Regions from separate parts of the Mus musculus genome. Here regions 1 and 2 are each linked to region 3. Evidence: chromatin contacts called from public Hi-C data. All regions are on one chromosome and are shown on one strand. Each heading gives the region's core, a stretch centred on a gene start, on an enhancer-like site or on the middle of the called end of the contact. The rest is flanking DNA. Distances are from core to core; before and after follow the strand shown.

Region 1 (3,278 bases), core at 458-2,957, 170 kb after region 3:
GGTACTTGTACTCTCTCTCCTGAACTTCCAGAGACTAAATTAAGCTCTCCTTTTGACACCTCTTACCAGCACCAACAGCACCAACCTTACCTTCCTCCCTCTGTACACAGATATACCTAGATATCTAGCATATTCTCAGCCAATCCAAATAAACCTTCCTGCAATCTCCAGACCCCAGGATCATTTTATTTTAGAGATGTAGAACTTATCCGATTCTTGTCTTGGTAATGGGGAATTTCTCCCAGGTGATCTAGCTCATAAATCATGTGAATATCTGATAGCCACTGTTGCAAAAGGGTCCATTTTTAAACAGTTTTCTATCTTGTGGTGGTGATTTTTTCACAATCCCTGCTTATCTACAGGAAATTACCTAAAAATGACACGTCTATTGGATACTCTATTCCATTTTATGATCATTTGGTGAGTGTTATATTGTTCTTCAGTTGTATCCTTCCTGCAATATCAATCAGAGTCCCAAGTGTCTGCGTGGTGTTCTCTCATTTCCATTCTTAATAACATTCTTAAGGATTAGGTCTTACCTCTCAGCACCAGCCAAATTTACCACCTGTCAAAACGTTAATGCCTACTTTCCCACAAAGTGATCCCCAGGTACTTTGGACTCTGTTGGTTGTACCATTTGCCACCACTGTATAGCAATTAAAGTCAAGGGCTCCAATTCATTTTGACTCCTTACATTGCCTTGTGTTGTCTTGTCTCCCCGACTATTCCACGTTCCTCAAGGACAGGTGCATGCTGTGACTATTGCTGATCTCCCTTGCCACTTAATGCAATGACTAATACATCAAAATATCCTTAATAAGGAGATTCCACTTCATACAGATTAAATATTAATGCAGATAAAAGAGTTGACTTATGGAGCATGAATATCTCACTGTGTCTTCTGAGAACAATTGCATAGCAAGTCCTTATTTTTGCCACATCAATTATAAATTTCAAAAAAAAAAAACCCTGAAGGATAAAAAGACACAGAAGATGCATGCAAGAAGTCACAGTATCACACAAAGGATGATCCTATGTGGGAATATATCCAAAGGCAGTCCGTGTTTGACCTTGTTTTTCTGCCAAGGATAGCACTTGCCTCGAGGGTAATTAAGATAGTTACAAGATAAACTGAAAAGGAGAATTGGGTTTTGACATCTGGCAGAATCTTGGAGCCAAAGCAAAATCAGGTTTTACTTAGAGATAAAACAAGATTCACATAAAAATATTAGACTATGTGGAACTAGGTCATGGGTTCAATCCTCAAAATAAATAAAACACAAGACTATGTGTACAAATTGTCATTCAGTCCTTTGGTTTTAAGAATTAATAATTTAGATCCAGACTACTCCCAAAGGTATGTATGTAGCATTAGCCAGCAGTTGTGGTACCTTTAAGAGGTAAGAGAATGAAAAAAGTTACTGGGAGTCTGTCCTTGAAGGAATATCAAAACCCTAAATAAATGACTTAATCCTTTTCTGGCCACCATAAGGTAAACAAGTCTCCTCTAACATGCATCTCTTTTCATGATGCACCATCCTGATATATCACTAAAGAAAGAGAGCAGAATAAGCACAGAATCAAAATTAGGGACCTGGAGACCAGAAGTAACCTTTCTTTCTTATAAGTTGATTAGGCTGTGCATGATTTCACAGAGATGAAAAGCTAACTGACGTGATGTGGATGTGAAACAGGAAGACCTACTGAAGAGGAAGAGGTCAACAAAACCCTCACATCTGTTCTCCTTGAGGGAAACACCCACTGGGAAATGACATGAGGGTGAAAGGAGACCTGGGGGTAGAAAATGAATGTTCATGGCTCAGAGTTAAGATCCTCAGAGAAACTGAACTCACCACTTAGCAACTCTTGGCTTATCGTGGAGGTAATATGAGGTGTGAGAAAAGGTAATTCTGCACAAAGATGGAGCTGAGACAAGATGGCATCATCCATAGCCAATAGGAGAAGTCTAAAAGACATGGACATTCTCAAATGTCTTCAATAGAGAGTGTGTGAATATTGAGTAGGCTGGCACCACCCACCACCCTGCCAGAAAATGAGGTCCTATGAGCCTTGTCCCCACCCACCCTTACAAATCACAAGACTACAGAGGGGTGAGCAGAAGACAATGGGAAGTGTCTAAAAGTACAACCGCTGAGCCAATCATCAACCTATCCGGTAAAAGAGAATGAAAATTAATGCAGCTTATGTCACTATTTTATAGATAAGAACACCAGACTGGAATGACAGACGTCCTTCCTTGAGTGTTATACATGAAGTATGAGGGGAAAAAAACTTTTTGTGTTTATAACATCTGCTCATGTTTGGATACATTTTCCAAAACTCTCCTGAGCCTACATTGTTTCTTCACCATGAATATAAAATTGTGTTATTTCTCAACATATAAAAATAGAAACTCAAATTCCATTTTAGATAAATGCAAAATAAAATCATTTTAATTAATTTATTTTTAAGACATTATGAAGTGCATTTAAAATCAAGACACAGATAATATACAGAAAATTGTTAGGTTTAATTTGTAAATTTAGAAATATTACTGAATTGAGAGTCATTGTACAAAAATAAATTATGTTATCATAAAATAATAAATAAAAGGGAAGTTATGGCACTTGAAATAGGGTGATAAGTAAAATATTTGGAATATGACTAACAAGACATGTTTATAGCTTCTATATCAAAGACCTAGAAAGCATGTGAATGAGCAGAGAATGACAGGACATGCTCATACATCAGAAGGCTCACTCATCAGTATGTTAATCCTCCTACACTTGACTAGTGCACTCAGTATCTCACAGTCAATTCTTAGCTATGTTAGTTTGGCTTTATTTTTTTTTTACAACAACATTTATTCAGAAATGTAAGGATCTAGATTACCCAAGTCAATGTTAATGGATAAAATAAGAATTTGAAAGTGCTGCATTTTTACATATTAAAACTTAAAGAGCCAGGAGACAGCTCAACAAAATGCTCCGCATACAAGCCTGGTGACCTCAGCTCTGATCCTGAGTTCATGTAAAAGTTGAATGTGAGGGTGCACATCTGTAGTCCAGGAGGCAGAGGCAGGAGAATACTGGGAAGCCCCAGGTCCACTGGCACAGTGAAGAGGCAAGAGACAAGCAAAGCCTTGCCTCAGAACCACATATGAGGTGAGGATGGACTTCCAAAGTTATTCTCAGACTTTACTCACACACCATGGCACACTGAACTCACATATGCATCATACACATGAAACACTATACATATACATACACATATACATA
Region 2 (3,324 bases), core at 29-2,528, 140 kb after region 3:
TGCTACTGTTGAATAAAATCTGAAATATTATGAATAAAATACTAGGGAGGAAAAAAAACAAATTTATGAGTGTTGTATGTTTTGGGTAGGTTGCCAATTTGTGGCCTTCGCTTTAAAACAAAAGGAAAAGGCAAGATTTGAATCTGCAAATTGACAACTGCTCACCTATCAATAGCCAAGTCCTGATCTCCCAGCAGCACACCCACTCAGACTAGCCCAAATCTTCAGTAACCTCTTTTATCATACATGCTCAGGGTGAGAGGTCCTTCCAAAGCCAAACAGAAAGCCCTTGTCTTCTCATTGTCAGTCAACAAACCTAGCTCTGTGTGGAACTACCCAATCTCAAAGGAGCACTGCTTGCATCCACTCTGTTCCTCAGAGATCTCTATTTTCACCTTCCTACTGAAACCTGACAGATCTATCCTGTAGCACAGAAGATTGATATCTGATCTTACAATACTTTCCTCTGTTCACTGTTTAAATTTTATTGTCCATTCTGCTTTAAAATCCTTACAATTCTATTAATGCAGACTTTCAGCCCAAGAAGAAATTGCTTTCATTAGTTTATGCTGATTTTCTGCCTTTCAAAAATATATCACTAAATGCCATTTTTGTATTTGATGTCTATTCTTCCATAATATATGCCAACTCCTATTCAAGAAAGATCCATTCTATATTTCATCTGAGGACCAAGCTCCCCAGTACAGTTATCCTGTGCCTGATCACAGATCAAAGGTTACAGATCAAATATTAGACATCACAGAGACAGAATAAAATCAAAACAGGGAGACACCCATGTCGTTTTGTTGGCAGGAAATGATTTCTTATGAACACAATGTGACTGTAACTGTACATCAAGGGCAAATCTTTTTTTTCTACTTTTTTCTTTGTGTTACAGATAAATCTCATGATCGTGCACATGCTAACCACTCTCTGTACAACTGTGCTACCACGAAGAGTATAAATCCCACACATGAAGAAAGGATGATGTGTCTAAAAGTTTGATCATAATGTCCAAAATATGATGCCAGCCCTTCTGGTTGAGTATGAGCTTATAGGTGGCAATTCTTTAGTCAACTGTTGTGTATGAAATTGTTGGAAATTATAAATCAATATTAGAGATAGAGTCAGAATCAATTTATCTGTTGTTGGCAAGCATTTTTAAAAATATATTATATGAGGGAGATGAAGAATGTTGGCATACACTATACACATGAGAACTCATTAAGTCACAAAGCAGCTCTGGTGGTACAGGATGCTGTCTGTGCACATGTGCAGATCACTGGAGGAAATGTACATCTCACTGTGGATTATGATAACAACTTTGACTGTTGTGTCAGTATCTATCAGGCTTCCTGAAAGGGCAATCCATATCTTCACTGTGTACTTCTCCATTTTTCAGATGTTCAGCTTCAGCAACCAGCCAAAGCTGCCTTGATGAGGCCACTGATGGCCTCCTGCCTGTCAAATGTGGTGCACCCCTCTTGGGCACATTCCTGCTAAGTTCTCTGTAGTGTTGAACATTACCCAGACCCCTATAAGCTTGAATAATCTTTGCTTCTCTGGCTTCACTCTCTAATGAATCGTTCTGCCTTCCCAAGGTTTCTCTGTGTTTTTATTTGTTTCCCGGTTCCCTGCCCTGAATCTGACCTCAGAACTTGTGCAGAACAGCTGCAGCCTTTGAGATGTTACAGATCTGCTAGGTCACCATCTCTGCCATGTGTCACCTCCAGTTTGACTAACCTAACCCTATCCACCACCATCTCATGTGAAGATTATTGCAATGGACTTGTTTTTTTTCCTCTGTCTGAACTCAGAGCTGGCATACATGACCCACAGTCCTGGTAAAGAGAAAATTCAATTGGCCCATCCATTTGATCAGACCACTCACTGACCTCTTCAGGTCTTTGCTTAAACAGCATCTGACTGGCGACTTCCAGGCCTGCCAATTTAAATATGAAACTTCACCCTGCCACAGATGCCCTGCCTCCCTCCTTCCCTTGCTTTTCTCTATAGCTCTTTTCTAGAGTGATAGACATTTGTTTACCATCTGTCTCTTCTTAGTATGACATAAAATCCAGCAGAGAAGGGATTTCTCTCTGTTTTGTAGGCTGCTGTATCCCAGCATCTAGAGTTAATGGCCCATAGAGAGAGGCCGAAGGCGTTTATTAAAAGAAAGGATGACTATAGCTAATCATGACTTCTTCTTCCTATCATAGTAGGCCTGAGAGCTCACATGGGTGTGACTGCAGTCCATGTACTTCTGTCTTTATGATAGGTTTTTAAGACAAATGTCTAGCCATTGCTGTTGTCTGTATGGGTCCTATCTAGTTTCATACAGTGAAACTTAACTACCAACATGATGGGTTTAAGGAAGGTCTTTTGGGAACATGAGAATAAGACCTCCTGGTGATCAGAACTAATGGTCCCATTAGAAAGGGGGCTAGAGGCAACTATTTGACATTCTCCCCTTCTATTGCTTGAGGAAAAAATAAGGCCAGTCCTTCACCATACTGAATCCTAGTAACTGTCTTGAGCATCTAGCTTTCAGAGACATTCCTGTTACCCAGTATAAGGCTTTCTCTTATAATAGAAATGATGCACTAAAATGGTCATTAAGCAAATGCAGGAATTGGCAGTCAGTGCTTTCTGGGAGAGGAGTGTTGCTTGCTTTAGTACTGTGGTCACAGATGAATGTCTCTTGTTCCACTGAATAACTTCTTCTCCATGCTTGAAAAAGTAACCTTAATTAAACTCACTGGACCACACACAGAAAAGAGACATGGAAGCTGAAGAACTGTCTGGGAAGAGTGCAATGGGGGAGGGAAAGAATGGGATAAAACCCACCATGCTCATTCTGTAGACATGCCTGAGACACAAACAAAAACTGGAGTGAAAATAGGTGGCACTCATAGGCAGCAGACTGATAATAAAATCTCGGGTCTTAAAGGAGAGGGACATATGTATCCTGCCATGCCTTGCTTCAGCCGTGGACCCCCACCAACATGAACACAGTGAGCATAAATGCTCCAGGAGTGTTGCTTACATGTCTGAAATAGTGTACTTTATCATGTACTCATCCCCACCCCACACACATTCACACACACACACACACACTCACACATGCGTGCACACGTTCACCCACATCTATTGTCCATTATAAAGGGTAGGAACACCATTTCATTTTCTTTTTTTTCCTACAGTACCTAATCACTACACATTTCAAAGGAAAACTATTAATAATTACCTATTTATGAATTCTTTTTTTTTTCTTTAATTTTTTTTTCTTTCCATTTTTTATTAGGTATTTAGCTCATTTACATT
Region 3 (3,387 bases), core at 472-2,971:
TGTAAGCCAGCCCCAATTAAATGTTGTCCTTTATAAGAGTTGCCTTGGTTATGGTGTCTCTTTACAACAATGGAAACCCTAATTAAGACAGCTCCTTATATCTAAAACTCTGATTCTGTATTTGTCATTATGGGAATTGAAGACGATTACAAATATCATTTTTAAGAATAAGTATTCACTACACTTCTCCTCGTAGTTTTGGAAACACAGTAAAAAACAACACAAGAGAGGTGACTAACCAAGCAAGGTCCTGACTGATAAGAGACACCTGCTCTGGGGTACTGGTTAGTTCATATTGTTGTTCCACCTATAGGGTTGCAGACCCCTTTAGCTACTTGGGTACTTTCTCTAGCTCCTCCATTGGGGGCCCTGTGTTCCATCCAGTAGCTGACTGTGAGCATCCACTTCTGTGTTTGCCAGGTACCAGCATAGCCTCACAAGAGACAGCTATATCAGAGTCCTTTCAGCAAAATCTTGCTGGCATATTGCAATGGTGTCTGCTTTTGGAGGCTGATTATGGGTCTCTAGCTGCATATGTAGCAGAAGATGGCCTAGTCAGCCATCATTGGGAAGAGAGGTCCCTTGGTCTTGAAAACTTTATATTCCCCAGTACAGGGGAACACCAGGGCCAAGAAATGGGAGTGGGTGGGTAGGGGAGGGTGGTATGGGGGACTTTCAGGATAGCATTTGAAATGCAAATGAATAAAATACCTAATAAAAATGGAATGAAAAAGAGAGAGATAGCTGCTGCCCACTTTGGCTCTAAGGAAAAAGAGTCATGGGACATAGAGAGTCTTGGTAACTCTCCTCTCTATAAAAGTCTATGAAAATTCCCTCAATAAACATGTTTTTTCCAAAGTACATAATATACTAGCTCACCTATAATTTTGAAAATATATTATTTTGCTTCCATAGTTGCTCCTTTATCTAAAAATTTATTGTATCTACTCCAAAACTCAGCCAAAATAATAAATCTTTCTGCCCAACCCTAGGAATGACTCAGTACATAAATAATATTATATGTGGCTTTGGATGTATGAAACTTCATCTTCCTTGATTTTGTTTTTCTATGTAAGGCATAAAATGAAACTTAACATACAATATAATAAATAGTTTGTTTTGAGTAAGAATATTTTTTTCAAAACCAATAATTCTGTCCTTACCTTTCATAAGTTTTAATTTTTGTTGTTTTTCATGAAATTTGGAAGGCTAACTTTATATTACATTTGTGTTCCTATCTGTTGTCAGGCAATCTAAGCTTTGTTGTTGCCACAGACAGCAGACGGGCAAGCATTATTTATCCACTGACTTTGAAATGAGCAATGGCTTGACTTCAAACATTTATTTTATTGGCCAAGTACCTCAGGGTAGGGCCTTTCCTCATTTGTTGTTTGCATATACATTCTCTGGTGATGTTAAGGAAGCAAAAGGTCTAAGTCAAATGTTATTCTTAGAATCAAAACTCATGTTCATAATATGTGTGGCTGGCATTCAATACTTAGTGTCTTACATTACATGACACTGAAACAAAAAAATTTACGTACTTAAAATAATCTATTTACACCTTTGTTAACTGATCTAAATGTTAGCAACCATTATCAGATAGCTAGATATGCAGTTTTATTGAAACCAAGTTACTGCTTATTCTAGCTTCAACTGTCAACTTCACACACACTTGATTTCTCAGAAGGGAAACACAGCTGGGGAATTCCCTAGACCAAATTGGCCTGTAACCATGTGGGTGGGGGATTGTCTTGATTTCTAACTGGCAATGGAGAGCTCAGCCCTCTGTGGGTGTTATAATTTTTTGGACAGGAGGTCCTGAGCTGTATGAGGAAGCCAGCTGAGGATGAGCCTCCATGAGTCAAGAAGCACCTTTCCCCTGGAGTTTCTGCTGTACTCACTTGGATGCGCTTTAGTTACCTAGTCCAGAGAAACACTGCATAAAATAGAAAGTAGGCTTGACTTTGATTTCCTGCCTGGACTTCCAGCAGTGATGGACTATGACCTGACAACATAAATCAAATAGAAGCTTTTACCTACTAAGTTACTTTTGGTCAAAGTGCCTTATCCCAGCTACAGAAATGAGATAGACCCTGTTTTAATGTGCAATTTAAAGTTGTGGTCATTGGCCTTTGCCCAAAATTGAAATGACTCTTTAGAAGCATGAGAATGTTGCTGCTAGTTGAGTTTGATTATGCTTATCAGCAAAAAGTGGAAAGATAATTGAACTGCATTTATAACACACACACACATACACACACAAGCACACAGACAAACATACACACACACACACACACACACACACACGGCCTTGGACATCCACTTTGAGCATATCCAGACTCCCCTCAGCACACTATGTATTTGTTCTGTGATGTGATTTGTTCTGTTCCACTTGTAGTCCCCACATTTTATACAGATTTACTGTAGGGTTGTGCTAAAATGCATGCACTTAACAACTGTGATCAACTTTTAACAAGTAGTGACTACTCACATTGGGTATGTCTCCTGCTCTGTTTCCTCACACACTGATTTTGTCTTGTAACCAGGGACCACTGAACAGTTGCATAGAGGTTGTGTTATAATGTAAGTGACAACATTGCCATGTTGGCTAATATTTTTAAAGTTTTAAAAGAAGTGATCAAGTCAATAACACTTAAATATCAGGACAATGAGTGTAGTCCATAGATTGTGCAGGAAAATGCAAGTAGTAAATTTTGACTAAAATTGGCGAGTTCTGAGTCATCACTGGTTCTGAAGGTGATGGCAATGGGCAGTGGGAGAAATAGGTTCTTATTGCAATGAGAGAGTGGAGTGATAGGGTCCTTAAAGGAAGTCCAGCATACTCACCTTGTACAGAGACTGGAGAACTACATACAAGATGTTGCTCTCATGAACAATGGAAAAAATTACCAGTGGAAAGAAGAGAGAAGCAGGCATGGGGGAGAATGCCTACCAAGCCTTAGCAACTAGCTATTAGCTGAAAATGCAGGAGGAAATTAAAGCAGCTCTCTAATTGAAGAATTGTTTCCAAATAGCTTCAAAATCACTCCAAATAAATACTTCAAATTATTTCATAATTTACCAATAAAATTTGAAGAAAATAGTATAAAACTGAATTGGGTACAAGTTTAAGATGGAACCATTCTTTTAAAAAAATGTATCATTTTTATGACCTTCTATCAACTTTAAACCACACTGGAATATCTTTCTGTATACTTAAACAAAATCTAAACAACACCATTCTCATCTGAAACTGAGGATTTTGCAAAACAGAACTGTTCACTGCACATGACCTTTACACGATAGGAAGCAAATAGCACAGCTTGGTCTTGATTGCTAATCATCCACTCAGCCCTTACATAAGTGGTGTGCTATACTCCTTCT

What was found. A called contact is a pair of places that touch in the nucleus more often than the background predicts.
Region 1: a contact with region 3 is called in a Hi-C map of B cells, with 1.7 times the contacts expected there. The contact joins two enhancer-like sites. A contact is called at or near these places in 3 of 484 Hi-C or Micro-C datasets (B cells, Th1 cells and group 2 innate lymphoid cells) and 2 of 115 datasets of contacts at active chromatin or transcription factors (CD8 T cells and regulatory T cells).
Region 2: a Hi-C map of CD8 T cells shows a contact between it and region 3, with 3 times the contacts expected there. The contact joins two enhancer-like sites. A contact is called at or near these places in 2 of 15 datasets of contacts at CTCF or cohesin (CD8 T cells and pro-B cells), 8 of 484 Hi-C or Micro-C datasets (B cells, the Ba/F3 cell line, CD4 T cells and 4 more) and 5 of 115 datasets of contacts at active chromatin or transcription factors (CD8 T cells, Th17 cells, memory CD8 T cells and 1 more).

Annotation. Positions count from the first base shown.
Region 1 is chr8:81,465,425-81,468,702 of GRCm38.p6, reverse strand. All of the region lies in intron 1 of Inpp4b (inositol polyphosphate-4-phosphatase, type II), which reads right to left. Among named protein-coding and RNA genes, the nearest start is that of Gm51582, 120 kb to the right of the region's middle. Within about 2 kb of position 1,707, at least 26 of the 459 cell types and tissues checked have an H3K27ac peak or open chromatin away from gene starts, as enhancers often do. A contact at or near this core is called in B cells, where this site is marked.
Region 2 is chr8:81,489,490-81,492,813 of GRCm38.p6, reverse strand. The region is part of intron 2 of Inpp4b (inositol polyphosphate-4-phosphatase, type II); the gene reads right to left. Among named protein-coding and RNA genes, the nearest start is that of Gm51582, 150 kb to the right of the region's middle. Within about 2 kb of position 1,278, at least 24 of the 459 cell types and tissues checked have an H3K27ac peak or open chromatin away from gene starts, as enhancers often do. A contact at or near this core is called in CD8 T cells, Th17 cells, memory CD8 T cells and 1 more, where this site is marked.
Region 3 is chr8:81,634,720-81,638,106 of GRCm38.p6, reverse strand. The region is part of intron 2 of Inpp4b (inositol polyphosphate-4-phosphatase, type II); the gene reads right to left. Among named protein-coding and RNA genes, the nearest start is that of Gm51582, 290 kb to the right of the region's middle. Within about 2 kb of position 1,721, at least 33 of the 459 cell types and tissues checked have an H3K27ac peak or open chromatin away from gene starts, as enhancers often do. A contact at or near this core is called in B cells, CD8 T cells, Th17 cells and 2 more, where this site is marked.